2 separate regions of the Mus musculus genome follow, and region 2 is linked to region 1. Evidence: chromatin contacts called from public promoter capture Hi-C data. All regions are on one chromosome and are shown on one strand. The core of a region is the stretch at or near the end of the contact, and the rest is flanking DNA. Distances in the headings are between cores, read along the strand shown.

The links. Promoter capture Hi-C pulls out the DNA fragments that hold promoters and counts their contacts.
Region 2: a promoter capture Hi-C map of hippocampal neurons shows a contact between it and region 1, with 3 times the contacts expected there. The contact joins the enhancer-like site here to the promoter of Lexm in region 1. A contact is called at or near these places in 6 of 39 promoter capture datasets (embryonic stem cells, hippocampal neurons, liver and 3 more), 1 of 15 datasets of contacts at CTCF or cohesin (embryonic stem cells) and 2 of 484 Hi-C or Micro-C datasets (both in embryonic stem cells).

Annotation. Positions count from the first base shown.
Region 1 is chr4:106,615,688-106,621,513 of GRCm38.p6, forward strand. Lexm (lymphocyte expansion molecule) reads right to left here and starts at 1,551. Exons shown (of 10, transcript NM_183182.3): 1 at 1,438-1,551; 2 at 215-302. The coding sequence starts at 1,532.
Region 2 is chr4:107,714,375-107,720,050 of GRCm38.p6, forward strand. 1700047F07Rik (a long non-coding RNA gene) reads left to right here. Exons shown (of 4, transcript XR_867984.2): 3 at 843-964. Among named protein-coding and RNA genes, the nearest start is that of 1700047F07Rik, 28 kb to the left of the region's middle. Within about 2 kb of position 3,882, at least 61 of the 459 cell types and tissues checked have an H3K27ac peak or open chromatin away from gene starts, as enhancers often do. A contact at or near this core is called in hippocampal neurons, where this site is marked.

The DNA of each region.
Region 1 (5,826 bases), core at 301-2,800:
AATACAGAGTAGAAACAGCTGTGGAAGAGGAAGCCTGCGGCCCTTAAACTCCTAGGGTTCTAGCATAGTCCTGAGTTTATCAAACATCTGGAGCCAAGAATGAGGCAAGCTTGGGTTGGAGCATGCGCAGGTGTATTGGGGAAGGGACGCGGTTGGAGCATGCGCGGGCGTATTGGGGGCGGGACACAGACCACGTGAAAGGAAGCAGGCTCACCAGTTCCACCGAATGATGTCTGGAGTATGGGGCCTCTGTGAAGGTGCTGAATTTCTTCTGGTTGGGATAGACAGCGGAGACATCAAACCTAAGAGAGGTATAAGTGAGGGCCCATCTGGTCCTGACTGGGGCAGCCCTGGTGGACAGGCAGTTGGTTTCCCAGGACAGGCGACTTTGGAGCTGACCCTTGAATGTCACTTTGGATCTGCTTCATCATTTTGAGAGTTCCTGAGATGCTCTGCCACCCACCCTATGCTCTGCCTCTCCCTACAGCTTCATTCTTCTTCAGAGTTCTTACCATTATCCTTCCCAGCTCAAGTAGATAGATAGATGTTATACTACAGGGTGGATACTTCATATCATCTTTCATATACGTTTAATTATCCAGACCACCTCATGATCACAGATTCTAGAACCGTGTGTGGCACATAGTAGGTCATTTATATGCAACTATATTACATAATAGAACATAAAAAGAAATATGACAGTTGAGCATAATGGTGCACACCTTTAATCCCAGCACTTGGGCGGCAGAGACAGGTGGATCTCTATGACTTTGAAGTCAGCCTGGTCTATAGAGTGAGTTCCAAGACACCCAGGGTTATGTAGAGAGACTGTCTCAAAAAGAAAGAGAGAGAGAGAGAGAGAGAGAGAGAGAGAGAGAGAGAGAGAGAGAGAGAGAGAGAGAGAGGAAAGGAAAAGAAAAGAAAAGAAAAGAAAAGAAAAGAAAAGAAAAGAAAAGAAAAGAAAAAGAAAAAAGAAATAAGACACCTGGGTTGCAAACAAAACTTTTTAGCTAAATTTCATGGGATGGGCAGACCATGTGGCCTCTATGAATATTTTACATTAGGTGGTTTGGAAATAGTTTGCAAGAACTTGCTACAAAAATGGAACAGAAAACAAACAAACTTAGAGGCTTTAATCCCAGCACAGAGAGGGCAATGATAGGCAGATCTCTGTGAGTTCTGTCCAAGCAGGGCTACATAGGAAGAGAGGAGGAGAAAAGAGGAGGAGGAGGAGGAGGAGGAGGAGGAGGAGGAGGAGGAGGAGGAGGAGGAGGAGAAAGTGAGTGGGGGAGGGGCGAGCCAGCCCTCTTCCCTTCCTTCCCGGGCTCCAGCCTTCTGGGTTAGCCTTCCTCCCGGAGGCGGAGGCAGAGGCGCTGGTGGGGCCACAGGAACTCCCTTGGATCCTGGGTGCTAGGCCAGGAAGCAGTTGGGCCCCACCTGTGGCTCTGCACCCCAAAGGGCGCCCCTTTGAACCACTTGGGGATGGTGGACATGATGTTGCGCGGGGGGGCGCCGTGGGTGCGAGGTCTCATTGAGCCTAGACTCCAGCCTGCCCCCACCCCGGCACAACACCCCCTTGACACCGCGCGCTGCCACGGCAACCCGCAACCGGGGCGTTATGATTCAGCAAGTACAGACCTGCTTCGTGACACGTGGGAGCTCTCCAGCGTGCTGGCTGCCCCCTGACGTTATCATTCACTTTATATTCCCAATGCTGCCTTGCCTGAGACCCTTCCTGGGCTCCTTCAGACCTTAGGATCCCCCTGGGGTTTAATGAGAGAGCTCTTGTCACTTGCTGAGAATCTGTTTATTTCTGCTTATACTGGGGAGAGCCCAGGCTCAGAAATTGCCTTCATGTTCACCTTGTAAGGGAAACGGAGGGGAGAGCAGACTTGGGAATTCTGGTCCTTCTCTGCTGGATGGAACTCTGGCGGGGGAGGGGAGCGATGGGGAGAGGGGCGTGGCAGGGCAGGGTGGGGCGGGGAAGCCAAGGAAGATGGCACGTGGAGGACAAGTAGAGAGATAGGTGAAGGTACTTAGAGACATCAGAAGGGATGCAGTGGCATCAGAACCTCAGATATCCACTCTGAGCAGACACTAAAGGACGACTGGCCCCCAAATGTGGTCCCTGTCCTCTGACAACCACTTCCACAGCTTGGCCAGGCTAGCAGGTGGGGAATGGGGTGGGGCCCAGCCTGTGGACAGGCACTTCAGGGAAGAATCCCAAAGGAGGAATCACTTGCTAGGTGAAGAAAGAGGGGAGGGTGTGCCCCCAACCTGGTGTGACCAGCTCTCCCTCCTCCTCCCTTCCCCTACTGATAGCATCCTCTGGCTGTGCTAATGTCTCCTTCATTACCCCAGAGCCCTGCAAGGGCTTTCAGCAGAGATGGAACAGATGTCTGTCTACACCCCACTCCTGTGACAAGATAACTGGAGGTCGATGGAAGATACCTTCAGTCCTGCATCCAACCAGTGGCAAAGCACACCAGAGGCACAGCAGCCTCCTACAGCAGACCCACACCACAGTTGGTATTTAAATGGAAAGCTGGACTAATGGCTCCAGGCCTGGCAGTCACAGAGTCACAGCTGATAGAGCGACCACAGTATACCACTGAGCGGGGGGGGGGGGGGTGTGTGTGTCAGAGACATCAGCTGTAGTGTCCCTTTTTTTTTTTTTTTTTTTTACTTTTTTTTTTTTTTTAAAGATGTCTATAAATATACCAGAAGAGGGTGGGCGTCTGAATTTCATTACGGGTGGTTGTGAGCCACCATGTGGTTGCTGGATTTGAACTCAGGACCTTTGGAAGAGCAGTCAATGCTCTTATCCTCTGAGCCATCTCACCAGCCCATGGCGTCCCTTTCTAAGTCTCCTCATGCTTACCTGGGAAATGAAGCAACATTCTATCTCCCAGGCTCCTGAGAGGATTAAAACATCTACAGGAGGCAATTCCTGGCCCTGGGAAAGGGCCTCTCAGAGGCCCACAGAGAGAGACTGTCTTGTTCATTCCTGACACAGTACCTGACATATAGCAAACACACAGCAAATGTTTGTTGGGTGATAAATAAGTGAATAAATGTAGTACGATTTATCAGGAACCCATAAATTTGAAGCTTGGTCCTGCTGGTGACGCCAGGTGACCCTGGACATGGTATGCTCATGAGGCCTCCATTCCCCCACCTGGGACAGGGCATGTGACTAGAGTTTCCTTGGAGAGCTATACTAACATGTCATGGCGTCGTAGCTGTCCTTGCCCTAAGCAGGAGGCCCTTCTACCAGCCTGGGCCTCCTTAGGCACTCCTGGGGAAGTGGCACAGACCGGCCTGTAGCTGCCCATGTCTTCTCTTCTACAGTGATCCCCTTGGCTGCAGGACAGCTGAAGGAGTGGTGGAAGACACCAGCCAAAGTCCATGCATGGGCCAGAGTCCTGGCTGCAAGAGAAGGCATAGCAGGCCATGGTGAGTCACTTCTGTATTGAGGCCACCTGCCACGAACAGTCCAGCTCCTCCCTGTCATAGAACTTTGCCTGGCCAACTAATTCATCCTTTTCCATAGGTGCTACCACCACCCCTCCATCTCCACTCTAATTATTGCAGGAAAGAAATTGAAGGCTCAGACAGAATAAATGGTCCTGGTCACGTCTAGTAAAGCATGGGTCGCACAACCCATCCAGGACTCAACGCTTGAGAGGTCTGGAGCTGCAGGAGTTCAGCCTACCCAGAGATCATTGTCAATGTAATTTAGTCAAGTGTCTCAACCAGGACGGAGCCTGGGAGGGGGCTTTGGCTGCTACCTTTAAGTTTGTTTGTTTGTTTGTTTGTTTGTTTGTTTTGTTTTTTCAAGACAGGGTTTCTCTGTATAGCCCTGGCTGACCTGGAACTCACTCTGTAGACCAGACTGGCCTCCAACTCAGAAATCCACCTGCCTCTGCCGCCCAAGTGCTGGGATTAAAGGCGTGCGCCACCATCGCCCGGCTTACTTATAAGTCTTATCTCTTGCAACCTCTTTCCCACTCTCTGTGAGCCCTAGCTACGGGCAACTCTGGCCCCGAGGGCTACCCTAAGTTGCAGAGAAACCACTGGCCTTTTCAATTTTTCCAGCTTCTGCGATACGCATGCCCGCCCGCTCACTCCCTTCCCTCCCAACACCTACTCATCTTCCTAGAGTCAGATCAAAAGCTTAGCCCACCCACCGGGATGGTTAATATGAACATTAGAGAAAATGACACGTCTTGGCAAGGATGTAGAGGAATTGGAAACTTTGAGCTTTGGTGATGGGCAAATATAATGATTCTGCTGCTATGGGATAGCACAGTGGTTCCTCAAAGAAGTAAACATAGACTTACAACACGCCCCAGCAATCCCATTTAGTATGTGCTGTAGGAGTAAAGGCAGCGAACCCAAACACATATCTGTATAATACAGCCCTGCTTGTAGCAACTTCATTCACAATAATCACGACCCATATTTACCGTGGTAAATGATGGATAAACAAGGGCTGATAGATACAGACAATATAGACCGTGAAATAGTGCTCACCCTTAAAAAGGGAGGAAATGCTGTCCAACAATGATTGTGTGCATTGTAATCCTAACACTTGGGTGCCTGAGGCAGTTAGGAGAGTTCTAGACCAACCAGGGCTACCTAGTAACCATGACACCAGCTGGACTACATAGAGACCCTGTCTGAAAAAAAAAAAAAAGAGGTACAAAATTAATAAGGGAAGCTCTTACACCACATCATGGATAAAGTTTGAAGTCATTATGCTAAATGATAAGGCAGGCATAAAAAAACCCAAATATTATTTCACTTACTTGAAGTGTTACCGTATTCAAATGTGGAAAGAGAAAGTGGAGTGGCAGTTACTGGGCACTTGAGGACCTTTTTGGAGGAAAGAGTGGGGACTGGGATGGGACCTTCTCTATTTCCATCTCAGAGCTACATTAAATGGAGCCGGGCGTGGTGGCGCACGCCTTTAATCCCAGCACTTGGGAGGCAGAGGCAGAGGCAGGCAGATTTCTGAATTCAAGGCCAGCCTGGTCTACAAAGTGAGTTCCAGGGCAGCCAGGACTACACAGAGAAACCCTGTCTCAAAAAAACCAAAAAAAAAAAAAAAAATATATATATATATATATATATATATATATATATATATATATATATTAAATGGGGGCTGGAGATGGCTCAGAGGTTAAGAGCACTGGATGCTCCGGGGGACTTTGGTTCAATTCCCAGCACCCACATGTCAGCTTACAATTGTCTGTAATTCCAGTTCCAGGGAATCTGACATACCCGCACATCAGCCTGTATGCAGGCAAAACACCAATGCAAATGAAAAATAAAAAGGAACCATCAAAGCAAATTCTAAAAGGCTAAAACATTATTAAATGTATTACATTAAAGTCTAAAACCAGTACAAATAGCATCCAAATGTTTTGACTTGAAAATATTGCTAAAGGGCTGGTGAGATGGCTCAGCGGGTAAGAGCACCGACTGCTCTTCCATAAGTCCTGAGTTCAAATCCCAGCAACCACATGGTGGCTCACAACCACCCATAATGAGATCTGATGCTCTCTTCTGGTGTGTCTGAAGACAGCTATGGTGTACTTATGTATAATAGTAAATAAATCTTTGGGCCTGAGCTAGTGGAGCCGACCAGAGCGAGCCAGAGCGAGTGGGATTGACTGGAGCAAGCAGAGGTCCTAAATTCAATTCCCAACAACCACATGAAGGCTCACAATCACCTGAACAGCTACAGTGTAATCATATACATAAAATAAATAAATCTTTTTTTTTTAATAAAAAGTTGCTAAAGTCATAGTTTCTTCA
Region 2 (5,676 bases), core at 2,632-5,131, 1.1 Mb after region 1:
AGAAAAACTCTCAAGACATTTTGCTCACAGTAGCCCCAAAGAAGAGGCTACTGACATACCCACCAACAAATGGGTTAACAATGCCACAAACTTAAACAGTAGAATGTTAAAGAAACAAAAGCATTATTTTTAAAAATATAATGAAATAAGACACGTGATACCTCATGGTGAATGTTGAAATCATTCTGCAGGACTCAGTGCATATTGCATGATTCCATTTATGGGAAGTTTCCTGATCAGGGAAAGCCATACAAATAGACAGTGCATTGTTGAAGAAGCAGGAATGGTGGGAGGGAGGGAGGGAGGGAGGGACAGGGGGTGGCAGCGTAGGTACAGGGTTTCTTGGGGTGGGAGGAGGAACGTGTTCCGGAATCGGCGATGCAGACTGTTGTGGGTACACTAAAGTCTTCTGCAACTCCTACCTCTGTCTTCCTCAATCAAGTTAAGACCACAGCTGCACAGAGCAAACTGCTGACTCCGACAGAGAATGCTAAATGCCATACAAATCAGTATTAAAATCCACTGTGCGGTAAGGGCTGGAAACTGCCTCTGAGGAAGGAATGATATCATGGTCTCTACTATGCAGAGATCATCAGTTTTGGAGAATCACTTCACAGTATGGATTTAGGCATCTGCTAATTTTGCCCTTTATTGTAAAGACAGAAAGAGGGGCCAGTGGATTTAAACAAAGCAGGTCCGTAGCTAGCATACAATAAAATCTGAGTTAGCCTAAGTGTTAGGAATTGGTGGTTTTGTTTAGTTGGCTACAAGGTAGCCAGAAGTTCTCTTCATTTATTATTACATTTCCTGATTAATTTGTATTACTTCCTTTTTAATAACAGACACATAAATACGGTTACTAACTCAGAGACTGGGAAAGCCCCGAGGCTACCGTTCACCTTATAGACCTGCAGCCATGGAGAAAGAAGGCTTTCTTTCAGCAACATGTGGGCTGCCCCTAGAGGTAAGCGCCATAAGGCATTGAGTGTGCTCATGTGTTTGACGCCCAGGCTGGTTTGCCCCTGATCTCTTCACTAAAATGAAGTGGAGTCAAAAAGTTCGGTCCACACTAAGACGATTTATTGAGAATCTACTAGGGTAGTTTCAGTGAGAAATGTCTCCCAAAGGCATTCCTAACTTCTTAATTTTTGGGTGGCAGCACTCTGAACCTTGGTGGGCTGGTAGACACAGGAGATGGTCAGCCTGTGAGGGGGGCTGCTGAGGGTGGTTGTGTGATGAGGGGTGGGTGGAAGCCTGGCAGAGGACCACAAGGTTTTCATCTCTGGCATCTTGTGACTTGCCTGCAATTCTTCCCAGGAAGAAAGCAATGGCTACATGGTCTCTCCATCAGTGTCTCCTCTCCACTAAGAACATAAAGCTGGTTACCCATGTTGTATTTTGAAATCTCCTTTTAAGTCACTGCCTATGCTTGACAAGTTTGGTCAATGATATTTACCACAGCTCCTTACTATGCCAGACATCATTATAATCAGTTCCTTCATACAGTCTAGCCATCATGTGAGGTTGGTGTCCATCTAAATTAGGACTATATATGAGCAGTATAAAACCCATTGCACAGCAGATTAAACCACAAAGCTCTTAATTGCTAGAGATCTCTTTGTTAAGGGATCTGGAGACAAGTAGACACGGAAGAGGAGGAGTTAGGTAGGTAGGTTGCTTCCTGAGGCCAAGGCACTTTGGTCCTTCTGCCTTGTCATCTTTAGTGTGACAATGTCCTCTCATGTCGTCTTTAAGATGGAGATCACGCACTATCATATCGCAATTATTCCATCAGAAGCCAGGGGACAAAGGCTCGGGAGCGTTCTGCCTGTGTGTCTCTCTTACCAGAGGGGAACATGTCTCTCGGAAGCTTTTCCCTTCATGTTCACTGGCCATGGTTCAGTCACATGACTCCCTGTAACATCACCACCACAGATAGGGATCACTCCCTAGCTCTGTGTGACACTCATCTGCTGACCTGATCAAAACCGGAATTCTGCTTATCACCATCCCTAACGAGGAACAAGACAGACGTGGTCATCGGGCAGGCAGCGTCAGCTGGGCATTCGCCTTATTTGACAAGTGAGGGAACTGAGGCTCAGGAGGTTAGCTATGGTCAGGCTGTAATGACAAGGCCAAACTTCTCCTGATGAGGCTGCTTCGAGAGCCCTTCACAGCCCCTTAATGTGTCCAGGCTGGAACTTGCCAAAGGACTGAGCTGTTGTGATCTCCATCAAATGGAGCTTATTACTGAAAGCATCAGGAAGACCAGTCTCTAACAGCAGCTAGTATATTGGAAGGTCTCAGAGCTGCTAGCCCGCAGACAATGCTGGTCTGATTAAACATGAATATGACTAAAGGTTAGTTTAGTTTTGTGCTTGGAAATGGAGATTAAGGGAGAAAAACATAAAAACAAAGGGACAACTTTAAAGAAAGCAAACGTTTATAATCCTGTGTTTTGCAAGCTTTTGCAGCCTTTTCCATCTGTCCTTTATCTTCTTTGCAGAAATGGCTAATTTCTTTCAAATGCTGTAAACTGGAAAAATCTAAAATGCTCATCAGATAAACCAATTTAAAAAAACTACTACTGACTTTTCTTTACGTAAGTGCACAGAGTATCTGACTTGCTTCTGATAAGGTCTCTTTAAGTAGCATTATAATTAAGCCCACACCAACGAGCTATGTCTCTGAGAGCGCAGCTGGTCTGGTACTGAGGCGCATGCGCACTGAGCCTCAGACTTCTGCTGCATCTCAATGACCATGTGTGGCCTTTGTGCAGCCACCCATCCTGCTCTCTTGACACCGTTATCATCATCACAAGCCACTTGCCCCTGGATTCACCTCAGTGTGCCCCTGGATTAATTTATGAGACACCTTCACTGAGCTTTAGGTGTGGTCATGCGCCCCGGGTCTGGTCAGAAAAAAAAAAAAAAAAAAAAAAAAAAAAAAAAGGTGGGAAACCAAAGTGGTACCCTTCTCCCAACATGGAACCGCACCTCAGACTGATTGGGTCAGCCAAAGTGGGGTTGGGGCACAACAGTGTGTAACATAGAGAAAGAGGGTGAAGGTGGGAGGGGACGAAGGAGTAGGTTTCCAAACCTGGCCTTGCTACATCTGGCTTGCCTCAGTTTCCCCCTATATAAAAGCCGGTATCACAGCACCTGCCCTGAAGACAGATTATATTTAAAATGATATACAATAAAATCTGGGTGTATTGTGGGTCTTAGAGTTACCACTACAAGCCTTTTAATGAACAATGGATGGGCTGTTTGTTGGCAAGGATGATTCTGCCTGATTGTTATTGTTAGAGTGGTTTGTGGAAATACACAGAATACATTTGCTTTAATTTTTAATGCCTCATAAAGTGCGTAACACTTTGTGGGGGGGCGGGGGGGTTCAGCACAGAGGAGAATGAAAGGCAAGCCACCTGGGGGCACTGTACAGAGAAGCCAACGGTGGCAACCCTATCCCTCTGGCTTCCCTGCAAACAGTTTCTTTTTACAAATGTGGTTTTGGTATGCAAATCACTGTATGCAGATTTCTGTGTGCAAAATACAGCCTAGAAAAATGGCCTCCCTGCCAAAGAAGATAGGAGATGTTGGCTACCATGGAGAGAAATGGTAGCAAATTCCGGGTGCCTTCTCCCACTGCTCTGTCTAACAATGTATGGGGTGAGCAGATTTTTGGCATGCTAAACTGAACTATTTTGGCTTTAGGTTGTGTGTTCTTGTGATAAAAGTGTGCTTATTGAAGCCTGTAACTACTTTTTGAAGCCATAATAACGTGTCGTGGTATTTAATTTAGCATTTCACAACAGCGTACCACCTCCAGCTAGCAAAACCGCTTGTTCTGAAATCACAGATGGCTTCACATCTGAGGGTAGGGCTGCCTGACTTGTGGGCTTCCTACTTTCTGCAAAGAATTGTGCTTACTCAGAGACTTCATTTTACACTTCAGAAAGTATTCCCTAATTAATGCAGTCCTTAGTAAGGGGAAGGAAGGCACGTCATATTAGAATATTCTTTCTTCGGGAGAACAGGCGAAGCTAGCACTGAATTCTCAAGGCAACATTTTATCATTGAGGCAGAATAATAACATTGTCTCTTTCCCGGTGTTCCTTGCCGATTCCAAAGCTTCTCCCAGTTGCCTCCTTTCAGGAGAGGAGATGCAATACAAATGCATTCCAAGGTCACTTGTGACAGGACCTCTGGCCTCCCAGATTTGGGATTATTTGTGTCTGCAATTATGCTCCAGAGACCAACCACTGTAATCTGTAGCCCCAGATCACACGCCTCTCCCTAACCTTACCTTTCCCTTACACTCAAATATTTTTTGCTCATGTCGGGTGTTTCAAACTTGCCACCTTGCCAAATGAGATGCTCATTAATTTTCCAAAACTGAAGTTTCATTTAAAAGCATTCTCGGGACAGTGCACACGGTCTGAAAGCAAAGCTAACAAGTGTAAGGCTGTCATCGCCCTGGTGGCTGGAAAAGAGGGAAAGGGAATCTTCCCGGGGACACTTGTTCACATGCTCATTCATGCATTCACTGCTTTGTGCGTGTGCTCATTTATGCATTCATTCATGCATGCATTCGTTAGCTTGGCTTCCTGCTCACCATGCGATGGGTATTGCCTTGGGCATAGGAACACAAAAATGAAACTATCCCTAGCTATCGTTCAGTGTCTCCCAGAAGAGGCCAGTGCATACATAGCTCCAGTGGAAGTGTACACCAGACACCCAGGTGTGCACAGGTAGAGTCGCGCACTCTCTCGTACCAGCAGCCATGGTGAACTGCTTGGATGTTGGCAAAGCTTTGGAAGCTGAACAGAAGTGGCCCAGATGGGTGGGTAGGTGGGGGTGAAGAAGCCCTGAAGGCAGAGGAGAGAGTGAAAAAGAAGGTCTGGTGGCTTGAGCTGCCAACGGCTGGGCAAGTCTTTCAGTTGAGAAATTTCTTTGACCTAAAAATAGGGGATGGGGGAGGGGCGTATGGGGAAGAGTCTCAACTGTTTGTGTGTCTGTCTCGCCCATTAAGATTTCTATTCCATGACTCATGCTCGGTCACCTATGGCTTGACCAGATAGCTATCACAACCTGTGACCAGTCAACTTGCCTCCAGCATCTTCCTGCACTGATCTCAAAGGCTCTGAAGTGCCCACCCCCGCCCATTTAAAACCACTCAGACAAAACCAAATACCTTAATCCTAGAGCAGAGGTTCTCAACCTGTGGGTCTTGACCCCTTTGAGGTCATGTATCAGATATCTCTGGCATATCAGATATTTACGTTAAAATTTACAACCATAGCAAAATTATGAAGTAGAACAAAATAATTTCTAGTTGGGGATCCTACAACATGAGCTGTATTAAGGGTCTAGGATGGTACCCTGCTCTGACATGTTCCCTCCTGACCACTGGCTCTGATCTGGAGAGACTGCAGCTAGCCATGGTATCAGGGAGCAGCCTGGTATGGAGGGAAGACGCTTCCTTCACACAGTGTTTGGAGACTCCTAGAAGTCACTACACTCAGCTGGCTGCAGAGCCTTCAAGATGCAGTCACGAATTCACGCTATGCATAGCCACCACCAAGAAGAGAGAGGAAGAGGTTTGGAAGGAGAATGGGACTTTGTAAATATTTGCAAGTAGGAGCCAGTTCGGTGACACCTGGGGCTATGTTCT